Regions from separate parts of the Hordeum vulgare genome. Here region 2 is linked to region 1. A link is a contact called in public HiChIP or PLAC-seq data. All regions are on one chromosome and are shown on one strand. The core of a region is the stretch at or near the end of the contact, and the rest is flanking DNA. Distances in the headings are between cores, read along the strand shown.

Region 1 (2,700 bases), core at 148-2,647:
TTTTTGATATTTTCCAAAACTGCTCCCCGTAAATTTTCAGGGCGTTTGGAGAACTTTGATTTATGCACAAAAATAACACCAAGGCAATTCTGCTGAAAACAGCGTCAGTCCAGGTTAGTTCCATTCAAATCATGCAAAATATAGTCCAAAACAAGGGTACAAGAGTTTGGAAAAGTAGATACGTTGGAGACGTATCACTCACCTTAGCCTGATCGTAATGGGAGTATCATAAGGCTGATCATAGTGGGGGTATCATAAAGTAGTACAATGCATATGATACTATTGTATGATACTACCTTCATAATGCATAGTATCATAAACTAGTATCATATATAACCTTATTTATTGACATGCATGACACAAAATAACATAACATTTTACATGTTATGATATCTACCAATGTTACTCTAACCATCTCTTTTTTTTAATTATTTGCCACATCAGCATGTTTGCTAGTCCCAAATACATGATACTACCTATGTTACTCCCACTATGGCCATCCTAAGTAGTACTCTCTCAATTCTAAATATAAGTCTTTTAAGAGATTTCACTAATGAACTACACACGGAATAAAATAAGTGAACATACACTCTAAAGGATGTCTATATACATCCGTATGTAGATTTTAGTGTACCTCTAAAAAGACTTATACTCCATCCGTTCCTAAATATAAGTCTTTTAAGATATTTTATTAGGAGTCTACATACGAAGCAAAATGAGTGAATCTACACTCTAAAGTATGTCTATATACATTCGTATGTAATCCGTTAATGAAATCTCTTTAAAGACTTATATTTAGAAACGGAGGGAGTATTTAAGAACGGAGGGAATATTATACATGCCAACTAGGCATATTTAATGAGGTAACATAAAATAAAATAAAGAAAGAAAGAATTTAATACTCCCTCCGTTCTTAAATATAAGTCTTTTAAGCAATTTCACTAATGGTCTATGTACGAAGCAAAATGACTGAATATACATTCTAAAGTATGTCTATATACATCCGTATGTAATTTACTAGTGAAATCTCTATAAAAACTTATATTTAGAAACGGAGGGAGTATCATATTATGATACATTATCATACAATAATATCATATAGTGTACTCTCTCCGTTCCTAAATATAAGACCTTTTAGAGATTGCATTATAAACTATATACAAATGTATATAGACATATTTTAAAGTATAGATTCACTCATTTTGTTTCGTATGTAGTCTCCTAGTGAAATTTTTAAAAGGTCTTATATTATATTTTGGAACGAGATTACATTATACCCTCCGTTACAACTAGCCTTATCCGGTTGTAAGATTCTGGACTCGCCGTGCCGGAGTCCACGTATGTACAGGCCCCCACCACGTAAAAAGCTCACAAACACGCGAGGAAACAGCGCAGGAATAACCACACCCGCTACCACAGGAAACACGACCCATTCTCGCTCTCTCTCTCCGTCGACTCCCCCCCACCCCCAATCCGCCGCTCCGCACGCGCTTCTCGCCTCCGCCATGTCTGGCCTCCTCCGGTGGAGGCGCCTCGCCGCCGCAGCCACGCGCGCCGCCTCCACCCTGACCGCAGCCGAATGCTCCCCTGCCATCGCGGCGGTCCCGCCACCGCACCGGCTCCTCCAGGATCGGCGCAAGTGGGAGGGCCCCTCGTCCTCCTCCGGGGGCGGCTCCTCCTCGTCCTCCTCTAACGACGAGCCGGAGCCGCGGCGCATCCGCGCGGAGGCCCACTGTCCGCGCTGCTCCAAGCACATGGACATCCTCTTCTCCCACCGCGCCGCTCCCCGCTCAGCCCCCGCCGCTGCCGGCGGCTATCAGACGCTCAACCTCTGTCCCAACTGCCGCACCGCCTACTTCTTCCATCCCAACCACCTCGAGCCACTTCAGGGCACCTTCGTCGAGATCGGCCGTGTCCGGGCTGACCTGCCCCCGGACGGTGTCAGGGACCCGTCCTCCTGGAAAGCCATCCGTGCGAGTTCGTCTTCGCGCGACGATGGGGATGGTAGTGGCGTGGCCGTGCATGTGCCGCCCGGGCCACCGTTCCACCCTAGCCTTAACGTAGTCCGCGTAGCCGGAGGCGGTGGCGGGGGAGGAGCTGCTGGCGGTGGGGCCGAGGAGGGAGGGGGAAAGGACGGATGGGGCGGGTCGAACCTTGGGAAGGATTTTCCGACGCCTAAGGAGATTTCGAAGGGCCTCGATAAGTATGTGATTGGGCAAGACCGAGCCAAGAAGGTGAGGATTCTATACAACTCTTTGCTGTAGTCATGGTCCCGTTCATTTGTTTTAGTTACTGTTCATATTAGAGAGGGCATTTTGCGCTGTTTTTCGTCCGCCCGTGGGAAATATTGGGTTCTTAATGCTGAATCCAAATGTTAGGGTAACTCCAATGCATGACCCCAAATCGTCCGTTCGCGTCCGTTTGAGGGTAAACAGACACAAACCGTGGCCCAACGTGTGGGAGCAAACGAAAAAATGTCCGTTTTCGGTCCGCTTTCGATCCATTCCTGGCCCAAGTTTGGGCCGCAAAGCGGCCAAACAAACACGCGTGGACGGGCGCTACACGAGCCCTTGTCCGCCCTTGGCCCGTCCGTCGATGACACGACCCTTTTTCTTCCTTCCCTTTCCCCGCTCCTCCCTCGGCCCCTCGCCATCGCCATCGTCATGCTCGTCGTCCACCTTGCTTTGCCCGTTGGTGGAA
Region 2 (2,700 bases), core at 41-2,540, 670 kb before region 1:
AGCTACTGTAGCACCTTCCCTACAGCCTATATAAGAAGCAGGCGCCCCATATGTAAAATGAAGCTTGTGGCACTTGAGATGTCTAATAAAGCTTCCTGCTAGTAGGTAGCTCTTAGTGTGCGTGGGTGTGAAGGACATCTCTTTAGAGAGAGTCCTGGGCAGCAGCTAGAGAGCTAGTGATTCTAACAACTAGCACTGCCAAGCACTACTGCACTAACGCATGACAACAATACCACCGGGTCAGCCTACGGAATTAGAATAATCAACATATGCAGTGCTTCAATAGGACTAAATTAGAGACATCCAAACAATCCTAAGATAGCAGCCACCGAGACAGAAAAATGACAGAATTCACCTACAGCATGTGATGAAATAAAAATCTCAGGGCCACTTAAAATACATTTTGGACAATGCAAACACCACATGTGATCTATAGCAGAGTGGCTGATGCAGACACAGGCACCTAGCACAAGTGCTACTACGTTTTGCAAAGAAAAGGTGTTAACGAATTGTGCTACTTGACGAGGAAAATTACAATTAAACTGCAAAACGTGCCTAGGTTGAGTGAAATTGTAGGATTCAAAGACATAAATTAGAAGGCATTGAGTACAATCACGTTAATACTTACGCACCTCCTCCTCACGGCAGCGGCACTCTACGGTAGAACAAATGCAACCACTAATAATGAACCTAAACAATACGCAGTGACGCATCAAACGTTCCATCCCAATGAGATGTAGGCCACCACGCGGGGCACTCAAACAACCACCAACATCTGGAATTTGCAGGCGGGGGAGAAACCGGGGAGAGGAGAAAGATCTGTTACCAGGAAGCAGATGGGACACTCCTCCAGGTCAGCCCCCGCGGCGTCGTCAGCCCCCGGGTAGCAGGGCGCGAGCTTGGCCTCGAGGATCAGCTTGCGTAGCTTCTTCTGGTCGATATCCCTGTGCTCGTACAGCCCCTGCGGCCTCGTGTACCGCTCCTCCACCCCGGCCTTCCTCCTCCCTCCTATTCTGTTCCCCATCCCTCCCAGATCTAACCTCCTGCCACCCCTCCGCCGCCGCCGCCGCCGGAGACGAAACCCTTGCCCTGCGCCGCCTCACTGTAGATACATACGGTATACGCACGCGTACGCGATGTTGCTGGGCTTGGGGAGGGCCGAGGCGAGGTGGGATTACCCTGTTTTTAAAAATGCATTTCCCCTCGGGGTGGGAGAAAAGGGAAGGCAAAGCAAAAGAGAAGGGCGCACGCGACACTCCAGGACAACACAGCTCACTAGGCTTCGGCTTCTCTGCCGCTGCGCTGCGCTGCAAGACATATACAACTCTCGAAAATCTTCCATGTGAAGGAGATTTGTGACACGTAGGGGCTGGGGGCATGCAGATTCTGGATCGTCGACCCGCGACATGGCTTGTATGTTATGTAGGACCAAATCTAGATTTAGATGGTGTAGCGGAATCCTCATTAAAAGGCGGGTGTTTGGAAAAGAAATATAATTCGATGTAAAAATTTGAAAAGTTGAAGTGGAAAATAAAGATGCATGTGTATTGAAGTCTTTATTTTTCTATTCCTTAATGATGCCCACTAATAACAGCTTGTACTAAAGAGAAATATTCGATATAGATGTCTTAAACTACTTTTTTTTCATGAACCATCTGTATTCATATATTACTATTGTAATGTCTTAAAGACATGAATTATAGGCCACGCTGGACTGTTGTCCAAGCCTGCCACGTCCGCTCGAAGTGTCCAGCTTGACAAAAGGTATAGTTTACGAAGCCAAACGTCATCGTGCATCTTCAATAGTCGTGCAATCATCATGCGCTAAAAACATTTTGCACCACCAAAATAACGATCTTTAGTGTGCCGGAGGGCGTTGGCTCCAGCGGCCGCCGCAAAAAATAGCGCACACTAGCCGCTCCAGCAGGCGCGCTAAACTACAGCGTGCGTGAGGAGCCGACGCTAGCAATATATTCATCTTTTGACAATATGATGATATTTTAAACATCAAAACAAGACATAGCATGATTTAAAATCATCCAACCAATTTCATCATGACATAAAAGTTCGAAGACATGCCACATCACATCTCATCATCCAACCAAGTTCAAAATCACTCAACCAAGTTCATGACATAAAAATTCACACAAACAAATGGAACATCAACAATCATGCCGCATCCCCCTCATCTTCGTCCTCCTCTTCCTCCGGTTCTTCTTCCTCCTCTTCTTCATCATCGCGCCACATCATCATGGGGAGCTCGGAAGGTGTTGGCAAGATCTTCAACGGCATCATGCGAACGTACGTGAGATACAACGAAAAACATGCGTCCACCCATGTCACCCGAAGGTGCTCCCATGCCTCCCATGAGAGACGCAAAACTCATGCCTCCCATGCCCCCATGGTAGCTCTGAATCCACCCATGCCGCCCATGGTAACTCCGAAGCCATCCATGCCTCCCATGCCGCTCATGGTAGCTCCGAAGCCACCCATGCCTCCCATGTCGCCCATGGTAGCTCTGAAGCCACCCATGCCACCCATGCCTCCCATGCCTCTTTTTTGGACCAGGACTTCTTCACGGGCAAGGTTGACGTACTCCTTTTGCTTCTCATAGAGGGCAGATGTGTCCATGAAGATCAGGTATTTCTCCCATTCCAATAATCTAGTTTGCTCTTCCTATTGGGGAACGTTGCATGGAAA

Evidence for each region. HiChIP or PLAC-seq counts read pairs in DNA pulled down with a chosen protein or histone mark.
Region 2: a contact with region 1 is called in an H3K4me3 HiChIP or PLAC-seq map of embryo, with 7 times the contacts expected there. The contact joins the promoter of LOC123401431 here to the promoter of LOC123406188 in region 1. A contact is called at or near these places in 4 of 6 Hi-C or Micro-C datasets (leaf and seedling) and 1 of 1 datasets of contacts at active chromatin or transcription factors (embryo).

What each region holds. Positions count from the first base shown.
Region 1 is chr6H:241,732,001-241,734,700 of MorexV3_pseudomolecules_assembly, reverse strand. It overlaps LOC123406188 (CLP protease regulatory subunit CLPX3, mitochondrial-like), which reads left to right and starts at 1,397. Exons shown (of 14, transcript XM_045099661.1): 1 at 1,397-2,234. The coding sequence starts at 1,506.
Region 2 is chr6H:242,401,862-242,404,561 of MorexV3_pseudomolecules_assembly, reverse strand. It overlaps LOC123401431 (E3 ubiquitin-protein ligase GW2), which reads right to left and starts at 1,290. Exons shown (of 9, transcript XM_045095242.1): 1 at 827-1,290. The coding sequence starts at 1,024.